Linked DNA regions of Mus musculus: region 2 is linked to region 1. The links are chromatin contacts, called in public Micro-C maps. All regions are on one chromosome and are shown on one strand. Each heading gives the region's core, a stretch centred on a gene start, on an enhancer-like site or on the middle of the called end of the contact. The rest is flanking DNA. Distances are from core to core; before and after follow the strand shown. Region 1 holds the start of Bsg (basigin). Region 2 holds the start of Gamt (guanidinoacetate methyltransferase).

Region 1 (6,411 bases), core at 2,881-5,380:
GTACCTGTGTGCAACTAATGTACACACACACACACACACACACACACACACACACACACACACGAAATGTAATTAAAAAACGAAAACAGAGTAAAAGCCAGGTGTTGTGGCTCGCTTATAATCCCACCACTTAGGAGGAGGTCTATACAGGAGGATTGCTAGGAGTTCCAGGCCAGCTGGGCTATGTGTTTAAAGTTGTCTCCAAAAAAGAAAAAAACAAAAACAAACAAATACTTCAAGACAGGGCCTCTCAGTATTACATAGGGACCTGGAACACTCAGACCTGTATGCCTGCCCCAAACACATGTCCTGTGGGAAGGCAGGTCTTTGCATGCCTACACAAGGTGTGGTTGCTGTCTGGAAGTACAAGTATATGGGTTTAGGCTTAGGCTTTAGGCCCTGTAGTGGGGGTGGGGGGGTGGGATGGCAGCAGGATAAGCTCCAGGACCAAGAGTGACACCTAGAGCCTGGGAGGCCTCAAGGCCCCTGGGGTATGAACGACACAGCAGCTTTGGTAGAGGTTTCCTGGTAACCTACATTCCAGAGCTGCGATCTGTGGGACTGCCCAACCTGCAGTTGCAGGCACGTGGGTAGGCTGAGTCAGGAGGAGGCCACAGCAGTGAGTGCCCTTTCCCTTAGTCCCCTTCCCTGTTTACTGCTCCAGGATGTCTGTATCAACTCCACTCCATCTAGGACTGTCAGGAAAGACGGATGCCCTGAAGACCCCAGCCCCAGCTAGGTTTCTGAAGAGACACTATACTGTGGGTGTCATCAGTCTGGGACATGGCTACCATGTTCCCAAGGACCATGCGCCTAATGGCCACATTTCAGCCCTTTTAGGACCAACTAAATGACCCATAATCTAGTCTCAGGAATGCAGGGTGCCCTGTGGTACTCCCTTGACATCTGTCCAACCTTCCCACACGGAGCCTAGCTAGCATTGCTTAGGGGTAACCACTAACTATGATCCCAACCCCAGGAGCCTCCACAGCTTGGCCATGTGACTTGTAGCCCACAGCTTGCAGCATGTCCCCACAGTCCCTCCTTCCTGCCTACTGGCAGACAGGTGAGAGCAGGGCCAGCCTGAGGCATTGGGTAAACAAGCCAGCACCACAGGGTGCAGGGAGGGAGGGGGGCACTGTTCTAGAGGGCAGCCCACAGGCAGTCTCCTGCTATCCAGTGCTGACCCAGGCTGTTGGCTTGTCACCTCTCTCACCATGTCATCTAGAAGCCTGAGGAATTATTAGGGTTAAATTAGATCTGGGTAAGCGCTGGGGTAACACCCTGCAGTGAGTGTCTGAGTTGGCCTAGCCAGGGAGGCCAGCCTAGTCACTCACTCAGAGCAAGCATGCGAAATCAGGGTGTGAAGTGCTTGGAGCAGCCTGAAGAGACCCTAATATCAAATTCAGCCTCATAATCAGGAAACCTTAAGTGTCCATGCCACAGGGTAGCCCTCTGAGCAGAGCCCCTCCCCCACTGCATAGTGGGAAACACATCACTGGTTGACCTGGGCCCTGCCCAGGCTGTAGGCTATGGGTCTGTTCCCAGGAAAGGTTAGGACCTGCCCGTAAGCTACACTCTGTGCTTGGCTCCCGGGCATTGCAAAGGTCTGTTTAACCCCAGGCAGAAAGCCACTGGGCCTGTGCCCAGCCAGGCTTCCTACCCAGGACAGAATAAATCAACTGCCTCCATCTCACCAGGGGACAGCTATCTGCACCAAGAGCCAGCCTCATGGAGGCACCTCAAGATGTTTTGATGGTGAAGAAGAGGGCCTGGAAAAAGTGGGTCAGAATTAACGCCGGGCACTGCTGCCAGGGACAGCCCCTCCTGTACCTGCTGATGGGGGCAGCAGTCACATGGCCCACTTCTCCAGTGGAGCTCTGGCTCTGCCCTTTGCCTGCTGTCTGGAGAGGGCAGGAGAGCAGTCCCCATGTGTTCGAGGCCTACCACATGTTCAACCTTGCCATGACCCTGAATCCCTGCCTTCCTACCTCAGCTGCCCTTTTGAGCCTTCATCAGGCAAGGATCTAAGGCCAGAATGGGCCAGACTCCAGGGTGGGAGCAAGCTGAGTGTGCAGAGCCCTGGCCACCAGAAATCCCACCAGGAATGATAATCCAGCAAGTGCCTGAGCCTGGGGTCCGGAGCCATTCGCAGGCACTGGCTCCCAGGGAACTCCTAGACCAGCCTGAAGCTCTGCCTCAGCCCAGAGGGGCAGGGACAGGTGGCCATTACAGGGATACAGCCCCTGTGGACTATGGAGAACCTGCAAGCTCACCCCAAGGAGGACAGGGACAGCTGGGGACAGCTGATAAGGACTCCTCCAAACCTAGGGGCGGGAACTGCCTCTCAGGAACTCCTCACCCAACCCTCACATGTGAGGGCGAGTCCACTCATCCCCAGCCCTCCAAGCCTACCCATCCCTGGGCACCTCTTTACCCCAAGAACCCACGGGGTCACCTCTCACCCCCTTTCCAATCCACATCCTCCAGAGACCTGAGGACATTACTAATAGGCAATGCTATCCCCCACCAACTTCATCCTCTTCTTTCACATTCCCCAAGCAATGCTGTGCTCCTTCACTAAGTAGAAACAGCAATGCAGCAGCTTCCTCCACTGAGACCTTCCAATCCTTTCTCCATCCCCCTCACATCACCAAACATCAAGGACCTCCCCCAAATTCCTAGTCACCTCACTTCCACCCATATGCCCAAACTTGTGGACCTCTCCCCAGGCACTTCTGTACCCCAAACCCTCTGAATCATCTCCCTGCCTGGTCCCCCAAGTATGGACACCCTGAAATGGTAGCTCCTCCTACTCTAGTCCCCCTAGTGACCCCAAACCTTGGAGACAGCCTTTGTAGGAAAGTCTATTTCGCATCCTCCCCTTGCCCAGATGGTAACACTAAAGTAACAGACCTCTCTAACTCCATGCCCTCCTAAATTAGGGACTGTGACCCTCACTCTGTTCCCTGAGTGGGGACACCAAGACTGCAGTTCCTTCGACTCCCAGGTCTTCCAAATTTGGGATCTCCCCAAGGTGGCAGCTTCTTTAGTCCCCAGATCTCTCCAATCCTGGAGGAAGCCACCTGCAACACTGCTGTCCCTCACCCCAGGTCCCACAAACCTCTCTCAGATGTCCTGCCAGATGTCCCTCTGGCCCATGGTTACTTTCCAGCCCTGTCTCTCAGGTGTGGAACCCTCAACGTGCTGACTTCTTTTATCTTCACTCTCCCAGGCCCCAACACCAGGAGGAGGTAAATTACTAGGGTTCCGTTCCAGCCCTGGTACGCAGGTGGAGACACCAAGATGGTCCAGACAGCTCCCTGGCCACGGACGCCCTCACTCACGTTGGAGATGTTGCCCCAGAGCCTTACTGTCTTCCAGCGTCAGGGTCACCTCTTCCCACACCTTCCCTAACTCCCCAAAACCTAAGCCAATTATAGTCATTGTTGTATCCCCAAACCTTCAGGGTCACGTCCCAGCCCTATTCCGGGAGCTGGGACAGTTAGGGAAGCGGCTCCTTCCATCTCCAGCTGACCAAAATCTGGGGTCATCCCATTCACTTCTGTAATCCAAATCCATCCAAATTACCTTCCAGCCCATGTCCTGGTGGGGACCACCACAAGGTGGCGGCTCCTTCCACCTCCGGTTCCCACAACCTTAGGACGTCTCCCCCAGAGTCCTAACCTTTGATTTGTCTCTCCAGGGCCTCATCTCTAAGATCACTCCCCTCCACCTCGATGCCCAGTCGAGGCTAGGTTCAACTCGAGGGTCACCCACAGCCACTGTTACTCCTCCACAATCTCCAAGCCTCGAGCCCGAGTAGGGAACCACCGAGTCCCCGAAATCGGAGGCTCACCTTAAGTCCGTGACCCCAGCCCGGTCCCAGCACCCCGCTCTTACCCGCCGCGCAGGCGCCTTGGCCGCTCAAGAGCGTGAAGGCCAGCGCCAGCAGCAGCGCCGCCGCCATGTCGCCTCGTCCAGGAGCTGCCCCACTGCGGCTCTATAAGAAGGGCGGGGCGCGCGCACGCAGGCACGCACGTACGCACGCACGCGGCGTCGCAGGGCGGGGCGCCAGGCACACAGGGAGTAGGCACGTACCCAGCGTCCGCCGCTCCCGCTCGCGCTACAGGAGCGGAGCGGGTGGAGAAGCGTTGGCACGTGACCACACAGGCCACACCCTCGAGGGGGTGGGGCCTGGAGCCTGGACTGCCCTTGAGCTCGCGCGCGCGCGCTCTCGCCTCGCTCGTGCTCTCCCTCTCTCCCCCCCTCCCTTACCCCCAATCTTTCCCCTCCCCTCTCCTTTCTCCCCTATCCCCGCTCTTCTCTACCCCCTCTCTCTCCTCTGTCTCTTTTTGAGACAGGGTTTCTCTGTGTAGCCCTGGCTGTCTTGAAACTTACTCTGTAGACCAAGCTGACCTCGAACTCAAACATCCACCTGCCTCTGCCTTTGGATGGAGTGCTGGGGTAAATGCCTGACCCACGATGCTCGGCTGTCCTTTTCAAAAACAAACAAACAAACAAACAAACAAACAAACAAACAAACCAAAACAAAAAAACCCTTACATTTCAGCCTGTTGGTGGTGGCACATGCCTTTTATATCCCAGCACTCGGGAGACACAAAGCAGGTGGACAGCCTAATCTATAGAGTGTGTACCACCAGGACAGCCAGAGCTGCAAGAGAAACCCTGTATCAAAAAACCAAAACCGAATAAAACCAAACCAATCAAAAACAAATTATATTTGAAGGTCGTGCACTGTGGCGCAGGCTTCTAACCCCAACATCGGGAGGCAGAGGCGAGGCAGGCATCTGAGTTTTGAGGACAGCTTGGGCTCTAGCTACGTAGCCAGTTCTAGACTAAGTTGTAAGGTCCTATCTCAAAAATGTATTTATTTGTGCTCGCTTCGGCAGCACATATACTAAAATTGGAACGATACAGAGAAGATTAGCATGGCCCCTGCGCAAGGATGACACGAAAATTCGTGAAGCCTTTAATATTAAAAAAAAAAAAAAAAAAAAAAAGGGGCTGGTGAGATGGCTCAGTGGGTAAGAGCACCCAACTGCTCTTCCAAAGGTCTGGAGTTCAAATCCCAGCAACCACATGGTGGCTCACAACCATCCGTAACGAGATCTGATGCCCTCTTCTGGTGTGTCTGAAGACAGCTACAGTGTACTTACATATAATAAATAAATAAATCTTTAAAAAAAAAAAGTATTTATTTGGGTGCTAGAGAGATGACTCAGTGACTAAGAGCACCGACTGCTCTTCCAGAGGTCCTGAGTTCAGTTCCCAGCAACCACATGGTGGCTCACAGCCATCTGTAATGGGATCTGACGCCCATTACAGATGAGGTTCTGGTGTGTCTGAAGAGAGCAACAGTGTACTCACATAAATAAAATAATTTGTGTGTGTGTGTGTGTGTGTGAGTGTGTGTGTGTGTGTGTGTGTGTGTGTGTGTGTGTGTGTGTTTTCCAGACAGAGTTTCTCTGTGTAGCCCTGGCTGTCCTAGAACTCACTCTGTAGACCAGGCTGGCCTCCAACTCAGAAATCTGCTTGCCTCTGCCTCTCAAGTGCTGAGTTTAAAGGTGTGCACCACCCTGCCTGGAATAACTTTTTTTTAAGTATTTATTTATTTATTTATGTGTAAGTATGTCTCTGTGTTTTTAAGTATTTACTTATTTATTTATTCATTTATTTATGTGTAAGTATGGCTGTGTGTGTGTGTACCACATGAATGCAAGTGCTACAGAGGATAGAGCAGGCAGGCACCTGTTTCCCTGGAGTTGGCATTATGGGCCTGATATGGTACTGAGAACTGAAGTGTGGTCCTCTGGAAATGCAGCAAGCACCCTAAAAATCGAGCCATCTCCCCTTCCATAGCGTATCTTATTTATTTATTAATTAAAAAAAATTTTTTTGCCTTTTTTTTTTTTTGGTTTTTCGAGACAGGGTTTCTCTGCGTAGCCCCTGGCTGTCCTGGAACTCACTCTGTAGACCAGGCTGGCCTCGAACTCAGAAATTTGCCTGCCTCTGCCTCCCAAGTGTTGGGATTAAAGGCATATGCCACCACACACACCACTGCCTGGCTCTGTTGTTGTTTTAAGCTTATTTTGTGGCGTGGACATTTTGTCACAATTTTTGCGTTTTGTTTGTTTGAGAAAGGTGCTCACTGGGTAGACTTGGCTGGCTTGGAGTTTACTATGTAGACCCAGCTAGCCTCTGACTCCTTTGCTGAAATTAAAAGCCTTAATCCTAACATTTCAGAGGCAGAGGCAGGTGGATCTCCTGTGAGTTGGAGGCCAGCCTAGTTTATATAGTGAATTCCAGGCTGGCCAGGACCTCAGTCTTTGGGCCTGAGGGAGCGGGGCTGAGATCGGAGCGAGCAGAGGTCCTAGATCCAATTCCCAA
Region 2 (6,411 bases), core at 1,751-4,250, 560 kb before region 1:
TAAAACAGTCATGGCAGTGCAAACCTGTCATCCCAGCGCTCAGGTTGGAGAGGAAGACTGGGAATTCAAGGTCAGCCTCCCTTGGTCAGCTATATAGTGAACTAGAAGCCAGCTGAGGTACACAAGACTTTCTCAAACAAAAACCAAAACATACATACAAGCAAACAAACAAAGCCTGAAGCAGGGCAGTATTGGTGCACACTTTTAAACCCAGCACTTGGGAGGCAGAGACAGGCTGATCTCTGTGAATTAAGTACAGCTAATATACAGAGTGAGTTCCAGGACAGCCAGGACTACACAGAGAAACCCTGTCTAAAAGGAGAAGGAGAAGGAGAAGAAGAAAAAGAAGAGAAGGAGGAGGAGGAAAAGGAGGAGGAGAAGGAGGAGGAGAAGAAGGAGGAGGAGAAGAAGAAGAAGAAGAAGAAGAAGAAGAAGAAGAAGAAGAAGAAGAAGAAGAAGAAGAAGAAGAAGAAGACGACGACTTTGAATTTGAGAGTGACCTGGGTCCTAGTCTCTATGTCAGTAGAACATAATATAATAACAGCAAAGTATAACAAGCAACAATTCATTTCTGTGCTGGGTATAACAGCTCAGATTATAAAAAACAGTCCAAAGCTTTTGTTTGGAGACAGAGTCTTCCTATGTAGCCCCAATTGTCCTGGAACTCATAGAGATCTTGCTGTCGCTGACTCTGGAGTGCTGAGATGACAAAGCTACCCATTTTCTGCTTTAATTAGACCACATGAGATCATCAGAAGGCCACTCAGAGGAGTGGCGCAGTGGACCTAGAATTCAGTGGGGGAAGTGCTCTCCTGGCAGGCACAATGCCCAAGACCCTTCATGAGCTGCAGAAACCGGGCATAGCAGTACACATTGTTGATCCTGGCACTGGAGAGGTGGAGGAGGCAGGATCTGGAATTCGAGGTCATCCTTAGCTGTGTGAGAGTTTGAAGCTATCTTGGGCTACATGAGAACCTGTTTCTTCCAGAAGACCAAAGTTTGATTGTCAGGACCCAAGTGGGAAATCACAATGCCAGTGACTGCGCCTCAGGTGGTGCACAGGGATGAGACACCAAGTACATTAAAAAATAAAAAACAGCGGGGCGTGGTGGCGCAGGCCTTTAATCCCAGCACTCGGGAGGCAGAGGCAGGTGGGTTTCTGAGTTTGAGGCCAGCCTGGTCTACAAAGTGAGCTCCAGGACAGCCAGAGCTATAAAGAGAAACCCTGTCTCGACAAACCAAAAAATAAAATAAATAAAAAAACAAACCAAAACTCCCAAAAGTGCTAACTGTTGCGGTTCTAAATTGGAGCCCTGGTCTCCACTCCTGTTTTTAGCAGTTTTCCCCACCTGTAAAATGAGGGCACCAACAGTTATTGCTGTAACATCTTCTAAGGATTAAGAGTGTCACTGCTTTTCCAGCAGTTCTTAGAAAAATCATCAGATCGCTACACCTAACATGTCCAAGTGACCCAGTAGTAAGCTAGAGCTGCTGAATGACAGGTATGGATTAGAGCAGCTGAGAGAGGGCCGGCTTCTTGGACCTCACCAGGCCAATGAATGTCTAAACTTGAGGCATTCAGCCAGGCATGGTGGCATACGCCTTTAAATCCCAGCAGTTCAGAGGTAGAATCAGGCAGAAATCTGTGAGTTCGCGGCCAACTTGTTCTCAATAGCAAGCTCCAGGCCAGTCAGGAGCTCCTGTCTCTAAATAAACGGATAAATAGAAATAAAAAAATCAACTTGGGCCGGGCCTGGTGGCGCACGCCTTTAATCCCGGCACTGGGGAGGCAGAGGCAGGTGGAGTTCTGAGTTCGAGGCCAGCCTGGTCTACAGCGTGAGTTCCAGGACAGCCAGGGCTACACAGAGAAACCCTATCTCGAAAAACCTAAAAAAAAAAAAAAAAAAGAATCAACTTAGAGGAGCATCGTGGACGACACGCTGAGATCAGGAAGTTTCACAGCCTCTTCAAACAGTAAATCCAGTACCCTTGCGAGCCAGCCAGGCAAATGCAGAAAGTCAAGCCTCATTCCAAATGTGGTGCCAGGGAGCTTGCCCCGCCCCTCCAGAAGCCACAACAGTGCACGTGCCAGCATATGGTACTCTCCATGGCACTGGGACCACTGGTAGTCTCTAAACGTCCCTCCTTGCACCGCAGGCACTTCACCCCTCATGGCTCCAACTTCCTGCCTAGATAACTTGGCCCCGCCCAGGTCCGCAGGCTCCGCCCCATTCATAGTAAAAGGATGGACTCAGCTGGACTCCACAATTACCCTATCCTCAGGCCCCGCCTCCTTGGCGCCAGCCTCAGCTCTAGCGGAAAGCTAGGCCCCGGATCCTGTTTTGCCTCTACCAGGCTGGGCCCCACCCGTGAAAGAAGACTAGGCTTCGCCAGTAGCAGAACGCTTGGATTTCATCCTATCCCATAAACACCTACCCCATGGCTCTGTCCTCATCCGTAGCAGAAGGCTGGACACCACGGTCTCAGCCGGCTGGCCCCGTTCCTTAGTTTCGTCTCTCATACTTAGCAGAATGGTGACCCCACCCCATTGCTCCGGCCCCGCCCCTAGCAGAAGGCTGGACTCTGTCCTACCATACAGGCTCCATCCTGTATGGCTCCTGCCTGCATTCCTCATAGAAGTCTGGATTCTGTCCCAACCCACAGCTCTGGCCCCATCCATAGCAAAAGATTGGACTCCTCCCCAGCCCACCAGTGCAGGACCTATCCCATTCCGTAGATCCGCCCCTCAGAACTTTACTTTGGGCTCCAGCGAGTAGCCCCGACCGTGAGCACGCTCCACCCTGTCCCTCAGCTCCATCCACCCAGGCCCAGCCCAGTGCCAGGCTGGACCCCCTCCCAGAGCAAGGGCCAACCCTCTTCTAATGACTGGACCCACCCTAGCCCAGAAAAGCCCCGCCCCAGCGAGTAGGCCCCGCCCACACGGCTCAGCCACGGAGTTCTTTAGGGCGCATAGGCCCCGCCCCCGCCTCAGGCTCCCACCCACTTGAGTGCAAGGCTAATCTCTGTGCAGAGGCACCGCCCCACTCCGCCTCCACCGGCCCCGCGGCTCCGCAGCCCTGCGCTCCCGGCCTGGTTTGCACAGCCTCACCATGAGCTCTTCTGCAGCTAGCCCGCTCTTCGCGCCCGGCGAGGACTGCGGCCCCGCGTGGCGCGCGGCCCCCGCGGCCTATGACGCGTCTGACACGCACCTGCAAATCCTGGGCAAGCCAGTGATGGAGCGTTGGGAGACCCCCTATATGCATGCGCTAGCGGCGGCTGCTGCCTCCAGAGGTACTCTGCCAGAGGAAACTGAGGCTGCAGCTTAAAAGAGCAGGAGCTCCCATGCATGTTGCAAGTCTCAGTTTCCTTGCCTGAGGCACTGAGCTGCCTTGGGGCTACCTTGGTCGGGAAGGGAAGGGTATTTGCAAAAAGTGGACGCAGGAAAGAGGTCCCGGCTCCGAACTGGAACTTCCTCTCCCAGGGAAGATTTCTACTTCCCGGGGCTGGGTCTTCGGACCACAGTCGAGTGGAACTTAATAGAAAGAGCGAGAAAGAGCAGAGGGGCGTGAGGCTTGTGCTTGTCGGGAACCTCCGAGTCTCCAGGGGCTGTTGCTAAGAATAGCTTGGGAAAACTGAGCAGAGAGGCAGCTGTCCCGGTGCTGTGGCCCTGAACTTCTGTACAAGGGGTGGTGTCTGAGGCACCCCAGCTTCAAACAGGGCAGATGGGCAGTGAGTGAGTGGACTTCAAAGTTCACCCAAGGCAAATGAGGACTTGGTATTAGGTGCAGAATGAAACGTGGAGGGGCTGCAGGTGTAGAGCCTCCAAGCCAGGCTTGGCCCTTTCTCACAGATTAGAGCACAAATCGCGTGGGCAGGGGCTCAGAGTCCAGGGATCCCTGGGGCCAGGCCCTGGGCTCCCAGGCTAGCCGCTCTGATTGGCAGCTGGCCCGAGCCCACACTCTGCTGTTACTTTGTTCTGTCCACCCACATGGTCCTGCTGGCTGGCTGGCTGGCTGGCCTTGAGGCAAGTGTGAGCCAGGCCTCACATCTAAGTCCCCCTCCCCCACCCAAACCAGCTGTCATGTTTTGTCCTCCTAGGGGGCCGGGTCTTGGAAGTGGGCTTCGGTATGGCCATTGCAGCCTCCAGGGTGCAACAGGCCCCCATAGAGGAACACTGGATTATTGAGTGCAATGATGGGGTCTTCCAGCGTCTACAAGACTGGGCCCTGCGGCAGCCACATAAGGTACCTTCTGCCGCTGGGGTGCAGACTGGGAGTAACCCTCAGGGCTGGGAGATCATGGGGTCCCATGTGACCCTCAACCTCTTTTGACCCTCTCCTCTCCAAGGTTGTTCCCTTGAAAGGCCTGTGGGAGGAGGTGGCACCTACCCTGCCTGACGGTCACTTTGATGGTGAGGGAACTCTGGGAGCCTGGCAAAGGGGTTGAGCTCTGGGGAACCCGCTAGCGTCTGGGTACTACTTGGCAGCCTGTGCCTGCTTTTACACTACCATACCCTCTTCAGCCTGGTGGAGCTTGCCATCAAAAGGATGACCAAAGTTTGACCCCCAGGATGTACGTGGTGTAAGGAGAGAATGGATGCCTACAAGTTGTCCCCCATCCCAACAAACACACCTCCAATGTGCACTGGGGACACATCCGTGGGAAGGGCAGCTGTATGGGCTGGGTTAGCGTCCAAGGCCATGGGATGGCTCAGATGAGGTTGGGCAAGGCTGTGCCAGCGCTGACTGGTATGTGTTCAAACTGCAGGGATTCTATATGACACGTACCCGCTGTCTGAAGAGGCCTGGCACACTCACCAGTTCAACTTTATTAAGGTAGGACTGCAGGGGGCCAGGGACGGTGGGCCTTGGAAGGTCAGGTGGGCAGGGCATGTGACATTTACAGACCAGCAGCTCTCTTCCCATGGTCCTACCCCTTCCTGTCCACTGGCCTCTCTGCAGAATCATGCCTTCCGCTTGCTGAAGACCGGGGGCGTCCTCACCTACTGCAACCTCACGTCCTGGGGGGAGCTCATGAAGTCCAAATACACAGACATCACCACCATGTTTGAGGTATGCTGCCTGAGAGCAGGTGAGGAAGACCTTACCCCGAAGCTTGGCAGTGGCCTTCCTCAGGCCATGGCATGGGGGAGGCCCTCTGCTCGCTGGCCTAGGGGGCCAGAGCTCTCAAGAGGTCCGGTCAGGGTTGTGATTTTCCATTCTGAAGTCAGGAAGGCCCCCACTAGTCCTAGCCTCTGGTGGCTCCTCAGTGCTCTGTACAGCCCTGCTCACTGTACTCTACCTGTGGGGCTGTGCCTGTCTTGGGGACAGATGCCCTCCAGTACCAGGGCAAGCAGGACAGCTTTCCCACCAGCCCATGAGGCAGCTTTCATCACATAAGACTCTTTTCTTGAGAGGCCTACAGCGGGCCTGTGCAAGGATGCTGGTCTGAGACACAGCAGAGCTTATCAGGAAATTGTTGCCTGCACCAGAATTCACTCACACCCAGGTCCTGTCCCACATCATCTGGGGTGACCTGTGACCCCGCCCTACAGGAGACGCAGGTGCCTGCACTGCAGGAAGCTGGCTTCCTGAAAGAAAACATCTGCACAGAGGTGATGGCACTGGTGCCCCCAGCCGACTGCCGCTACTATGCCTTCCCTCAGATGATCACACCCCTGGTCACCAAGCACTGAGCAGCCGGCCCAGGTCTACAAGGAGCCTGTGTCCTCCTCAGTACCTTTGTGGCTGGATTGTGGGCTCCAGCCTCTCCACTGTCCCTCAGTGTGACATCCTAACCTCTGCCTGGCACTGCCATCTTCCCAGAGCTCAGGAGTAAAATAAATGCTAACAAGAAGACTAGTGGGTTGGTTGGCAGTGAGCCAAAGGTGAGGGACCACATCTGGCTTAGAACTGCCTCTGCCTCAGAAGATGTGGTGCTCGGTGCCCCCTGCCCCACCCAGACATGACCAATCCACCATTGTCTGTTTTCAACAGGGGGCCCAGGATGAGACTGTGGGGTCTCACCAAGGCCAGGGTAGAGGAGAGCCTCCACAGGCCTCAGCCTAGCCCAGTACACAACAAGCAATGTGGCTCTCACAGTGCAGCCCTACTGTGCAAATCCCTGGTACCAAATCTGCTGCCTGGGTCCACACTGCACCCACCTCTGCCTCACTCCTGTTGGCCTGTGTCCTATGCCAGCTCTTCTTCACTTCGGGCTGCTGTCCTGTGGCCAGCCAGCACCTGGACACCTCTGCTCACACCCTGCCCTCTTCCCTAGTCTCTTCCCCAGCATGAAGGCCAGGGTTGGCATTCAAGGCAGGGAGCAGACTGTTCCCTTGGCCTGGAGAGTCTCCACCTTAACTGGGTCTTGTCTTAAAAGCTGCCCTTGGAGCCAGGCGTGGCAGCGCAC

Evidence for each region. A called contact is a pair of places that touch in the nucleus more often than the background predicts.
Region 2: a Micro-C map of embryonic stem cells shows a contact between it and region 1, with 5 times the contacts expected there. The contact joins the promoter of Gamt here to the promoter of Bsg in region 1. A contact is called at or near these places in 1 of 484 Hi-C or Micro-C datasets (embryonic stem cells) and 1 of 115 datasets of contacts at active chromatin or transcription factors (pancreatic cancer cells).

What each region holds. Positions count from the first base shown.
Region 1 is chr10:79,702,077-79,708,487 of GRCm38.p6, reverse strand. It overlaps Bsg (basigin), which reads right to left and starts at 4,130. Exons shown (of 8, transcript NM_009768.2): 1 at 3,904-4,130. The coding sequence starts at 3,970. It overlaps Gm25794 (a small nuclear RNA gene), which reads left to right and starts at 4,898; the gene lies at 4,898-5,004.
Region 2 is chr10:80,257,601-80,264,011 of GRCm38.p6, reverse strand. Gamt (guanidinoacetate methyltransferase) reads left to right here and starts at 3,000. Exons shown (of 6, transcript NM_010255.4): 1 at 3,000-3,291; 2 at 4,099-4,244; 3 at 4,348-4,411; 4 at 4,768-4,835; 5 at 4,962-5,072; 6 at 5,555-5,861. The coding sequence starts at 3,111. The coding sequence ends at 5,695. It also overlaps a transcript of Dazap1 not described here.